Regions from separate parts of the Mus musculus genome. Here regions 1 and 3 are each linked to region 2. Evidence: chromatin contacts called from public HiChIP or PLAC-seq data. All regions are on one chromosome and are shown on one strand. The core of a region is the stretch at or near the end of the contact, and the rest is flanking DNA. Distances in the headings are between cores, read along the strand shown.

Region 1 (4,355 bases), core at 367-2,866, 230 kb before region 2:
GAGGTGGAATGTCACACTTGCTCTCCTGGAAAGGATGAACCGCTCAAGTTTTAGACTAGAGACGAATCTGGCTTTGGGTTTTTTGTTGGTTCTGTTTTGTTTTAGTAATCACCAGAGTCTGAGCTGCAGCCACAAGTGAACATGCTTCCGCTGCATAAATCAGAGCCACTGCAGAATGGAAAGCAGATAGACAAACAGTTCCTATGTGCGGCACACGATGCATATTCCCCACGTTCCGTCTCAACCGATCACATCTGCTCATTCCCATTCTTGTCTACAAGAGTGGGCATTTTTATTTGCATTTTCTAAAGCTTAGTTCAAAAAACACATTAATCTCCACTTGTAAGCCTGGCCCTTTCCTGGTGAAAGACACAGGCAGACAACAGCTAACTGAAACCCGAAGTCTTAAGCATTGTATACATGGGTGCGGCTAAAATGCTGTGGGTGCCAGGAGGAAGGAGGAAGGATGGGATGGGGTTAGGAGCAAATGTCCGTGAGTTCTTCCCTTAGGCTAAGGACCCGGTGCATGGTGCATGGGCTTCCAGCAGCCGTACTACCTGGGCACCTGTGAGAAATGCAGAGTCCCAGGCTCCACCTCAGACCCGCTGATTCAGACTTTGCGTCTTGACAGGATGCTAAGGAACACTGGTCTAGGTGACCTGCAGATTTTATTTAGTTTACAACCCATTGAGGCAATAAGGACAGGAAGTGAAGAGACAAAATTCTCCACATGTCGTGGAGCTGGGATTTGAACTCAGGCCTGGTAAACTCCTGGGCTCCATTCATTTCTCTGTGCTTCTCTTTTCTACCCAGGGCTTTCTGGGAAGCACCGCAGCCGAGGGGACCCTTGAGCTGTGCTCGGGAGGTCCATGAAGAAGGAAGAGGACATGCTTGGCAGAGCCTCCAGAGCAAGTGCTTGGCACAGCTGCTCAACAGGGCCATGACCAGTGAGGAGAATAAGGGAGGCGAGAAAGCTGGAGTCAAACAGTAAAGAGCCTTGAACACCACACTAAGGAGCTTGAATTTCCCTGAGAGTGGACATTCCAGCCTGGCATGGAGCTGTGATCCTTCATGGACCAGGTCTGGTTCCTTGTACTCTCGGGCTGTGTTGTAGGCAGTCTCGCTAAGTGCACACTGAAGCAGACTTTGTGGTAAAACATTCTACTTAAAACTCAACACTTGTGAGCCAGCACAGAGGTTCATGACTGTAATCCCAGCATTTGGGAGGCTGGGAAGGTGGTCATGAGTTCAGGGTCAGTCTGGGCTATAGATCCAGCTTAGTTGGCCTGGACTCTTGTGAGGTCTAGTCATTAAAAGGAAAAGAAGGGTGAGGGAGAGACAGCAGAACAGAGCACGCTGGTGAGCCTCTGAAATCCTGCCACTTGGGAGGCTGAGGTGGCCATACGTTCCAGGCCAGCCTGGTCTATACAGCAAGCTCTATGCCAGCTAGGGCTATAGTAAAACTCAGTCTCAAAAGGCTGAGCAGAAGGAAAAAGAAAAATGGAAATGAAGAGGAGAAAGAGAAAAGAGAGAAACCATCACCTATAGGGAAAGAGGATGAATGTGGTTTTAACCAAGCCCCAGCCTTCTTCTCCGGAAGAGGTTACAGGGCTGACTGTCACAGATGCAGGCTGTCACAGCAGGGTGTGACCTTGGCTCTGTCAACAAGGAGGGAGTTAGACTATTTGCTGACTAACTGCTCACATCATAGCCAGGTCACCAAGACAGGGAAGCAGGCTGTACTCAGGGGTGGGCTTTCTCCCCTGAGCCCGGAAAGGCTGGCCTGTGGCCGGGGGCAGAGAAAAATCACATAGCTCCCCAGTTTGCCATTCCGGTGCCCAGTTTTCATCCAGATGTGCTGGTTGAGTTGAACTGTGCTAAGTGCTAAGAAGACCGGAAGCTTAGAGGTTTGGAAAGATGATTTCAATGGACCCGGGAAGCTTTATTTGGATATAAACCGCCTGTATCAGAGACTCCTGATAAGACCCAAGCAGATTTCACTCTTTCTCATATCGGTTTAAAGGGGCATGGTCATGAGCCACAGAAGGGAAATGGCCCCTTGAGGCTTGTTTCTCTATAGTCCTCTAAGGCAGCCGTCCTTAGTCAGAAGTCACTGTGCCGGCAGCATCAACACCTTCTGGAAACGCACCAGAAATGTAATTTTCAGATATCACCGACTCTGAAGCCAAATCAGAAACTCCATGGCTGGGGCCCAGCCACCAATTTGTGTTTCATTTAATTGTGTTGTTGTTATGTTTTGGCAGTTCTGAAACTGGGCTTCAGCAGGTAGCATAGGCTGGCCTCAAACTCTTCACAATCTCTATTGATGCCTCTTATGTTCTGAGTTCACAGGCATGCGCCGCCACATTGGGGTCCATCCACGCTTGTGTTTGGGTGACACATTTATGTTTGGGAAACACTGAACCAAGTATTCTGTCCTCATTTGTCTAAATTCAGGACCAGCCTGTGGCCAGGCAGAAAGGAGCAGTGACAGTACATGCCATTTCTTTCCAAGAAAGTTCTTGAAGTTGGAGCTTCACTTTCAAGAAGCTAGTTTTGCAGCTGTGGAGTCAAGAGGTTTATTACATAGCAGTGAGAAACCTTGGGAAATGTAATCTTCCTATAAGAGGTTCTGACTCCAGCTAAAATGTGGGATTCTATACCAACGAAAAATAAAGGCAATGTATTGACAGAGAGCTAACAGCCTCTGCCAGACTGAGGAGAGCTACAGTCAAGGTGCACGTGCCGGAGTAAGGGGCACATCCCAGAGGAAGGGGCACAGACCAGAGGAAGGGGCACAGGACAGAGGAAGGGGCACAGGACAGAGGAAGGGGCACAGACCAGAGGAAGGGGCACAGACCAGAGGAAGGGGCACAGACCAGAGGAAGGGGCACAGACCAGAGGAAGGGGCACAGACCAGAGGAAGGGGCACAGGACAGAGGAAGGGGCACAGACCAGAGGAAGGGGCGCAGACCAGAGGAAGGGGCACAGGACAGAGGAAGGGGTGCCCTTGAGAAGTAGTTTCTGAGCTCAGTCTGCTGGGGCAGGAAGATCCTAGGCAACATCATAAGACTGTCTTAAAATAAAAAGTGAAAAGAGGGCTGAGGATAACCCCAGTGCTTGGCAGCAGCTGTGGCCTTGCTTGCAGTCAGTCCTAATACTGAAATGAACGCCATGGATTTGATGACCATTCTGTTCTCATGGTGGGGAAAGGTGGACAAGTCCTAAGTTTCCAGGCAAGTGTACAGTGACTGTGATAACTGCCAAAATGCTAGAGGGGGAGGAGAGAGGGAGGACCATGGCTTTGATTCTAGGCTCAGTGGATCCTGCTTAAGGAGTAAGAAGCTAGAAATGTCCAGTCCAGCCAGGTGTGACGTCACATGCCTATAACTCCAGCACCACATTTGGGAGGCAGAGTTGAAAGTTTGAAGTCAACTTGGTCTACATAGTGATGTGTCAGAAGAGAAGCGGGGAGGGAGGGAGCAAAGTGTGCAGGCCTGTGGTCAGTGAGTTGGTGAGATCAGACGGATTCGGAGGTCTGAGATCAATGCTTGCAAAACAATGTGGTAGTGGAGTAATGACGTCCATGGGATTGCCCAGAGTGTGAGGTACAAGAGGAAGAAAATCTGGGAAGGTGGACACTGAAGAGCTGAGCACAGAAGGAGAAGCTAGTAAAGAAGACAAAAAGTGCCTGCTGTGGGAGTGGTGTCAGGGAACAGAGGCCAGAGGACTTCACAGAAGCAGTATGGCACACGGTGTCACAGGTTGCAAAGGTGACTCATGGGACAAGCACTGGAAAAGTCCCTGGTAACAATTGATGCAAACCAAGACAAACCAGACAGCTATGGGAGATGGTCAAGGTGGCCCAGTGGCAGCACCAAGACCCAGCCTGTGTTCCTAAGTCTCAAATCTCACATAGGATCCCCGGCACCCTTTCTTGCTCCAAGCTGCCATATGAAAACTGTTTTTCAGGTTTGTGTCTACTTGGAGAACTTGTTTCCCAAACTGCTGTGGTTCTATCCTCCTCCTCCTCCTCCTCCTCCTCCTCCTCCTCCTCCTCCTCCTGCTCCTCCTCCTCCTCCTCTCCCTCCTCCTCCTCCTCCTCCTCTTCCTCCTCCTCCTCTCCCTCTTCCTCCTCCTCCTCTCCCTCCTCCTCCTCCTCTCCCTCCTCTTCCTCCTCTTCCTCCTCCTCCTCCTCCTCTTCCTCCTCCTCCTCTTCCTCCTCCTCCTCTTCCTCCTCCTCCTCCTCTCCCTCCTCCTCCTCCTCTTCCTCCTCTCCCTCCTCCTCCTCCTCTTCCTCCTCCTCCTCCTCCTCTCCCTTCTCCTCCTCCTCCTCCTCCTCCTCCTCCTCCTCC
Region 2 (4,323 bases), core at 1,242-3,741:
AGGTTGGTGTTTAGTGACTTTCTTGATTACCTGCCACATTATGTATTGGGGCAGTGTCTCTCTGTTGAACTCAGAGCTTGTCAGGTCCCTCACTTAAACCTAGAGATGGCTGATTCAGCTTAGCTAGCTAGCCAGCTTGCCTCAGGAATCCTCGGCCTCCTCTCCGGGGTAATGAGATTGCAGGAAGGCCACCACACCCACCCAACATTTACACGGGCGCTGGAGATCTGAACTCCATCCTTATACTACTTAGGTGGCAATCGCTTTACCTGCTGAGTCGTCTTCCATATCACCAAGACTTTAAACTTGGCCTACTGTGGGGAAATACTTGCCTAGCACATAGGATGTGCTGGTACCATACAAACAAGCACAGCAAGCAAAGGAAGTAACCTTCCTGGGGCTGCAAAGCTCTCCCTTTTGTGCACAGGCCCTCGTCTGGCTCGGGAATCATTTCTCTGGCTTTCGTAGCTCACCTGTACCACTCTGACTGTGATGTTTGCATGCATTCATGACTCTCTCCCCAGGCTGGAGTTCTGTAACAGAAAGGATTTTGTAGTTTAACATTCAACCGCCCATTCCAAGCCCTTACAGTTTGCTCCCTTGGTGGATTCGGAAAGCTCTGAATGCTCCCATGACACTTTCTTGTAACTGGAATGCAGGTTTGTGCTACAGTTCCATCAGCTGTGTGAGGCTTCAAATGGACGCCAGCAATGAAGATGGCATCTTTTGGGAACCTCGGTAGGTGCATGCTTCTTCAACCTGTGTCAATGAGGCTTCCAAGCCAATGTCTCAGAGCCCTTGATCTACTTCCTTAGTCCATCCAGCGCTTAGTTACATTGTTGCTGCCTTTATATAGATGCCAGCACTGCCTGCCCCAAGATGCTATTATAATGAATGAATGAATAAATAAAAATAATAAAAGCTATCCGGCTTAAACTAAAGGGACACAGTTGTCTGCAGACAGTATCTTGGTGACTATAGATCATGTCGAATACATTCGTAATTTCAGTGTCCAGGACAGTGATAACCCAGAATTGCTTCCACGTGCTTGCTGAGTAAATGGACACATACCCTTCTCTTTCTGCTCTTGGGGTATTCACTATATGCCAAGAGAGTCACCAAGGATAATAAATGGCTCAAAGCAACCGCAGCAACAATTGTCTGCCATGTAAGTGCCAAGGTCAGAGCACCAAGATGTCCTTAGAGTGAGAACTTTTGTGACAGTCTTTGATTGTAGATACCATGGAACTGGAGTACAGCTTGATGGTAGAGCACTTCTCATGCGTATAGGGCCCTGAGTTCAATCCCTAGCCCTGCAGGAAGAGCAAAAGAAAAAAAGAAAATGGTTTACATAAATCACAAACACATCAGCCAGCCACATTTGGAGAACATATGTTTATCTCACAAGATATTCCAGGTAGGTTGAACCATGAAGATGAGACCCAGGTGTGGTGGTGCACACCTGTAAGCCAGCACTGGGGAGGCAGAGGCAGGCAGATCTTGTGAGTTCAAGGCCAGCCTGGCCTATATAGCAAATTCCAGAACATCTAGGGCTATACAGGCCAGCCTGAGACCTTATCTCAAAAACAACGAACAATAACCCCAGAAAGTTGAAAGCAGAAGTCAGCGTTTACAAAGCATCAGATATGGAGAAACTGAACATTCTGCAGCACTGCCTGGATATCTGATGTCAAACCACCTCCCTCACTCACTTTATCATCTTTACTTCTCATGCTATTATTCCTACATTACTGGTCAAGTAAGTTTTCAAGGTTGTAGGTAGCAGAATTCATCCAAATTGAACTCTCACTGAGCAACAAGCAAAGCAGACTATATCTTCATATTTATTTAAAAAATGGGTGTTGGACATTAATAGGATGAGATTACAGCCAAAGAATTGGGTAAAGGGATGCTAACTGGAAAAGTGTCTTAAGAACCCGGAAGAAGGGCTGCAGATGTAGCTTAGGGACAATGTTTGCCTAGAGACTCCAGATTTGAGCCCCAGCACAGCAGCTCAAACAACCAATCATCCAACCAGTCAACCAGCAATAAATCTAGCTGTTGAATGCCTCCAGTAGTGGGAATAGGGTGCGCTGACTAGTACTGGGAACTGTTTCACAAGCACCAGCACCAAACTTGACACCAAGCACCTGTTGAGGGTTAAGGGTGTAGCCAAGGCAGGCATTTGGGCAACTGGAGAGATGCTGGTACCATTAGCAAAAAATAGCAAAGCAGATGAAGAAGCTGGGGGAGGGTTAATGGTATGGGGTTTCGATGCCGCTAAGATTTCATCCCTTCAGAACAATAGCTAGAAGTCACCAAGCTATGCATGTGCCAAAAGCTGAGGTCTCCGTGACCCTGGAGCCCCACAGGCCTGGTGCCCCTGGAGTCTTGGCAACTGTTCAAACATGACTGGAATCTGGCTCAGCCCTGCTGCATATTTGAAATGAGTGGCCTGACAAGGAGCTGCGGAGAGGAAACGCTGTCACAGGGAAGGCAAACATCCGCACTGTTCAATAATTCAGTGCAGAGCCTGCCCTGCTGCAGAGCTATAGAATCCCAAAGAGTGCTTTAAAAAAAAAATCAAACCAAATTTCCGTGTTAAGTCATGCCGGGGCAGGCTGGAGAGTTGCCAAAAGAGAAGATTCTAGGTCTCGTATAAACAGGCCCTGAGGTGGTTACAGAATCAGTTTGCTCTGGCACAATACCCATTTGCATGTCAGTTCCCTCAGCTTAACTCAGCCTAGGGTCCCCTGAAATCCTGTGAGCAAATAAAGCCATCTAGTGCGAGCTGCTGCTGGGTCCAGATGAGCTTGCGGCTGGGGGGGGGGGGTCTAGCCTCATGTCTCTCTGCTTTATGCTTCTTTGAACCAATTCGGACAGAGATGAAACACCCCAGTGACAGGTGGGCCGGTCAGAGGGGAGCAGCTAAAAGATGCTGCTGGGACTCAGCTGCCCTTCCTAGGGGGCTGGCTTTCTCAGTAGTCTCTTTCCAGCCAGCCTGCACGGCAGGCTCTCTGGTGCCCACTGTTGTCTTACCCCTACTCAGCCTTGGTTTTTGCCTTTTTGGAGCCTAGAATCTGCTTAGATTTGAAGTGAATTAGTAAGCAGAGGTCCTTATTTCTGCCAGACATAGTGAGGAAGGGTCCTGATACTCTTAGAGTGGTCGGTTGCCTGGCAAGGGATTGATTTGAGCAGCTGTGGAGATGAACACGGGACAGGGCTGCTTCCAGCAGGAATCTGCACAGTGTGCTACTAATGTCCTGTTTTGCCAAGGGCCAAAGAACTCCACAGCTATCCCTTCCATAATCCACCAGAGAGCAGACACTGGGAGTGACAAAAAGTCCTGATGGCGAGCTTCTGCGTGGGCTGTTTCGGCCCTCACTTGCCTCTTTCGTGGATGTTTTTGCCCGAGGTACTCCCAGCCTAGCCGTGGACACTGGAAAACTGTGGTGTGCTGGATTGTGAGCTCTGTTCAGAGCCTTTTGCAATCTCCCCAAATTCCTTTCCTCATGTTGTTCACAATAAAAATGATGCTGACCCTTAAGGCATGAAACAACACAAGTGCAGACATTAAAGTGATTTCACTTAAGAGATTTAGATTGCAAAATGTGGATGGAGCACTTCCTGAAGCTGAAGTAGGATTTTTTTTTCAGTGTTGTGGGAAGTGATTGGCTGGGCCTCTAAATCAATATTTAGGTAGCAGTTGGGTAGTTTAGCCTCAACTCCAAAGCCTTTGTGCCCGTGGCTGTATCCCGCTCTGTCGAGCCAGCATTCTGGTACCCAGGTCCAAGGCTCAGGATTAGAGTTGCTGCAGCCTGACTGCCCTGCCCAGCGCTTTTGAATCTCAACATTCTGTTTTAAAGGAAGGATCGGAACTTATCGGAGCTTGTGACTTATGTGGCTTCTACTTCCCTGGTTCCTTGAGTCTGGTGGGACTTTCTGGACTCTCCTGAGCACTCCATTCCATGAGTGGTACAGTTTTGCTTTACACTTGCTGTTTAGATATCTATTCTTTCCCAAGTATGGCGGACCCCAAGTTCCAATCTTGTCAACTGAACCTCCAGTACTATTATTGTAATTGGGTGTATACTAAGTTGGGGGATGTTTTTGTGTACTGTGTATTCATATGCCAGTTTCTGTACCCAGAGATCTGGTTGCAGTTCGGACTTTGGTATGACTGGTTTGTAAAACACTATTCTCCATCACTTCTGCCTCTCAAGAAGGAGATGCTGTTTCTTCCTTGCCTCTTCTCAGACTTTCACTCTGAAGAATGCCTGCAGGCCCACAAGGAGGACCACACAGTGAGAATTAACCTGCCAG
Region 3 (3,846 bases), core at 1,290-3,789, 200 kb before region 2:
CAAAAATAACCCTTCAGAATCAGAGCTAGGGCTGGTCCACAGTGGCACATGATGCCAAAGCCAGCACTCAGGAGGCAACACAGGAGGAACAGTTAGCCCCAAGTCCAAGGTTAACCTGGCTGTGCAATGAGTTCAGCATAGAGCAAATGAGTGAGACCTTTTCTCAGAGAGCAGCCCCTCAAACAAACAGGTTAGTGAGATCTGGATAGGTTAGTGAGATAGCTTCGCAGTTGGAGGCCGCACACCATCAATGCTAACAACCTGAGTTCAGTTCCCAGGACCTGTATTACTGGAGGAGAGAGAGCCCCAGCTTCTGTGTTGTGGATGTGGGTTCGGTGGGACTCGAACCCACAGTGGATAGCCCTGGGGCTAATTATATTTGATGGTAATTCCGTTCTTCCAACAAGGAATGAGTCAGCATTCAGGTGATTTCCGTAAACCTGCTTCCCACCTTAATTTGTAAAATAGAGGAAAACTGATGATTGGGCAGATAAAAGGGAAGGTGGAAAGACAGAAGGAGAAAATGGAAGAGGACGCAGAGGAGGAGGAGGAGGAAGAAGAAAAGCAGGGCAGAAGCACATGGCCTGGAGAAACCGCAAGTTCTAAGGGGTCTCATGAGCTGTGGAAGATGGTAGTGTAGCGGTAGATCTGCCCAATCTAGGTGCATAGCATGTAATCATATTAACTGTGTTGTGTTTTCATTGCTGGGGCATATTTGGGTTGGAGAGTACCGCAGCACTTCTGCATTTCTGCAAGGTGTTCTTTGATCTCTGCACACATGCTATAGAGCGTGTGAGGCAGCACCCACATTGTCTGTCTGTCTGTGTGTGTATATGTATGTTTGTGCTCATGCATGCATGTGTGTGAGTGTGTGTATGTAATTTTCAAATTGAGAGAGACAGAGGCAGAGAGAAGATGAATTCGAGAAAAAGACTTGCAAAGACTTTCAAAATTGAAAAATTTTGAAATGATTAGCTAGAGTGTGCAAAGACAATATGCTTATTTAATTTGAAGAGAAAAAATAAGGAAAGATAATATGGGGAGGGAGCCATGACAGTAATCCATAACAATATTTGAAAAAGACCAAATGGAGCTTCCCCACATAAAACCTGTAGTAACTCAACTTGAAAACTCAATGGCAATATTTAATGGAAGTTCAGACACGGCGAAGCCAGAACTAGAGGACAAGGCATGCAAATCAGTAGAGACTTCCCAGGCTGTAGCACGAAGCATCCAGAAAATATGAAAGAGAAGGCAGGAGACATGAAGAGCTATGGAGTAAAAAAGCCCAGAGCTCCTTTGATTGAACCACAAGAAAAAGAGAAAAATACTACTTGAAGAGACAGCAGCTGAAAACTGTCGAGTGCTTACGAGATACTGCAACTCACAGGTTTGTGGATACTCAGCAGGAAGATACACAAAAAGTAACCAAGTCCTGGAATCACCATCGTTAGCTTTAACAAACCAAAACCAAGCATGATCTTCAAAAACAAAACAACAAAACAAAACAAACAAACAAAATTGTGCTGCAGAGAAACAACTGGTTCTGTGGCTCTCAACCCTCCTATGGCTGCGACCCTTTAGCGTATTTAGACATTATTAAAAAGTATTAGGGGCTGGAGAGAGAGCTCAGAGGTTAAGAGCACTGGCTGCTCTTCCAAAGGTCCTAAGTTCAATTCCCAGCAACCACATGGGATCACAACCATCTGTAATGGGATCCCATGCCCTCTTCTGGTGTGTCTGAAGAGAGCAATAGTGTATTCATAGGGATAAAATAAATAAATCTTAAAAGAATGTATTAAACTGCAGTTCCTAATGTTGTGGTGACCCCTCCACAACATTATTCTTGTTCTAACATAACTGTAATTTTGCTATTGTTATGAACTGTAATGTACATACCTGTGTTTTCTGATAGTCTTAGGTGACTGCTTGTGAAACGATAATTGGTACCCCAAAGGGGTCAAGCCTCACAGTGAGAACTGCTGAACGAGACAATCACCAGATTCCCAGTAGTAACGAGGAAGCCAGAAGCCAGTGACCAAAGGCAGCTAGCAACTTAAATTGCCAAGCTGAAATTCTGTGTCCTGCAAAGCAACTTCTGAGAGTAAGGGCAAAATCAAGTCATTTGTATTTTGTTTTTAAAGGACTTTTATTAGCACATTAATTATACAGAATAAACAACATACATAATAAGGATGGGTTTCATTGCAATATTCTCATAAGCTCCTGTGGTCTCCTTTGCCCTCCAGTGTTGGGAAGAATCTCTCCTCTTCTCAACGAGTGTCTTCTCCCACCCCCAGATGTTTATAGCCAAAGACTGCTTGGCCATGGAGACTGGACAACCCCTCCCCCTACACTGTGCCTAAGAAGTGCTGAGGTCGTGGCCTGCAGAGGTGGCTATTCCTGGGCAGGGTTTTGGAAGGAAAGTATGGGGGAGCTTGGCTCAGGGAAATTGGTTTTCAGCCCTGTCTTGGGTGGAGTGATGCAGGGGAGTCAGGGAAGCCTTTCCAGAGTGGCCTTTGAACGGGGCCTAGAAGAATGAGTCACGGACTCAGGACCAGCCCGCTGAAGACACCGAGGGGGAGGGGCCGCTTCCCCGGAGGCTGCGTGCCCAGCTTGGAAGAGAGAATGGGGGAGGGAAAGGTGCTAAGGAGAGCCCAGCTGTGGCAGGGATGAGTTCAATAGGAGAGGAGCTTGAACATGCCTCAGCAGTGGCAGGCAGTGTAGCGGGGTGACGGGAGCTGGTTAGAATGGGCAGAAAGATTGGATTCTGCCGGAACCAAGGAAGTAGCGTTCGGGTGGATTGAAGGGACTTGAGCGAAAAGGTGTGGGAAGCAGAGCTGAGTGGTCCTGGTAGCCACCCATCCACCCACTCAGCGAGGCTCACTACCAAATTGCCAGTTTTTGCTAATGATGTTGGTGGGCAAGAGATATATTTGAGTTTGATATCCGCACAGAGATCTGTAGCAGGAAACTGGGAGTTGGGTTCTGAAACTAGGGTACAACGACAGTCTCTAGGGCTGAGTGTCATGGCGCTCATCTTAATCTCAGCACTAGGGAGGTGGGAGCGGAAGAAGAACGAGTTCAAGGTCAGTCTTTGCCACGTGTGAGGTCGAGTCCAGTCTGAGCTACTTAAGTCCTCATCTAAGAAACACCCTAAAAAACAAAACAGAAACACTTAAAAAAAAAAAAAGCCAGATATGCTGGGGTGGAGGTTGGATGGGGAGCAGACAGCCTGGATGTTTGAAGAATCATTTGAAGAGTGTGGCAGGTAACTCACCTGCCAGACTTCTCCATCAGCATGTGTTCAGAAAGTAGATTAAAAGAGTTTCTATTCACCTGGTGACACAGGCCTGTAATCCCAACTAAAGCTGAGGCAGGAGGATTCAAAAGTCAAGGTTTACCTGGAATCTTAAATTAAATTAGTCAGCAAAGTTTAAGGCCAGCCAAAACAACTTAGTTTAGAGATTCTGTCTCATTTTTGTTTTGTTTTTCGAAACAGGGTTTCTCTGTATAGTTCCTGGAACTCACTCTGTAGACCAGGCTGGCCTCGAACTCAGAAATCCGCCTGCCTCTGCCTCCCGAGTGCTGGGATTAAAGGAGTGCGCCACCACCACCCAGCTTCAAATTTTTATGAATGGCTGGGGATATAGTTCAGTGGTAGGACAGTTTGTGGGTCACCTAGAGCATCCAAGGTCCTGAGTTCGATCCTCAGTACTGGAACATAAAAGAGAGGACTGCTTAGCACTGACTGTCTTCCTGTGCCCAGGATCACCCTCAGTCTGCCACATGGCCTGATCCATGTTATAGCTTGCATTTAGAATACCAAATCTTGCAAACTTTGTT

What was found. HiChIP or PLAC-seq counts read pairs in DNA pulled down with a chosen protein or histone mark.
Region 1: an HNF4G HiChIP or PLAC-seq map of pancreatic cancer cells shows a contact between it and region 2. The contact joins two enhancer-like sites. A contact is called at or near these places in 1 of 39 promoter capture datasets (stem cell-derived epiblast-like cells) and 2 of 115 datasets of contacts at active chromatin or transcription factors (embryonic stem cells and pancreatic cancer cells).
Region 3: a FOXA1 HiChIP or PLAC-seq map of pancreatic cancer cells shows a contact between it and region 2. The contact joins two enhancer-like sites.

The regions. Positions count from the first base shown.
Region 1 is chr15:36,639,300-36,643,654 of GRCm38.p6, forward strand. No RefSeq gene overlaps it. Among named protein-coding and RNA genes, the nearest start is that of Pabpc1, 33 kb to the left of the region's middle. Within about 2 kb of position 1,617, at least 112 of the 459 cell types and tissues checked have an H3K27ac peak or open chromatin away from gene starts, as enhancers often do. A contact at or near this core is called in pancreatic cancer cells, where this site is marked.
Region 2 is chr15:36,871,105-36,875,427 of GRCm38.p6, forward strand. It overlaps Gm10384 (a long non-coding RNA gene), which reads right to left. Exons shown (of 2, transcript XR_875155.3): 2 at 1-1,313. Among named protein-coding and RNA genes, the nearest start is that of Gm41299, 5.5 kb to the left of the region's middle. Within about 2 kb of position 2,492, at least 113 of the 459 cell types and tissues checked have an H3K27ac peak or open chromatin away from gene starts, as enhancers often do. A contact at or near this core is called in pancreatic cancer cells, where this site is marked.
Region 3 is chr15:36,667,347-36,671,192 of GRCm38.p6, forward strand. No RefSeq gene overlaps it. Among named protein-coding and RNA genes, the nearest start is that of Gm46515, 26 kb to the right of the region's middle. Within about 2 kb of position 2,540, at least 44 of the 459 cell types and tissues checked have an H3K27ac peak or open chromatin away from gene starts, as enhancers often do. A contact at or near this core is called in pancreatic cancer cells, where this site is marked.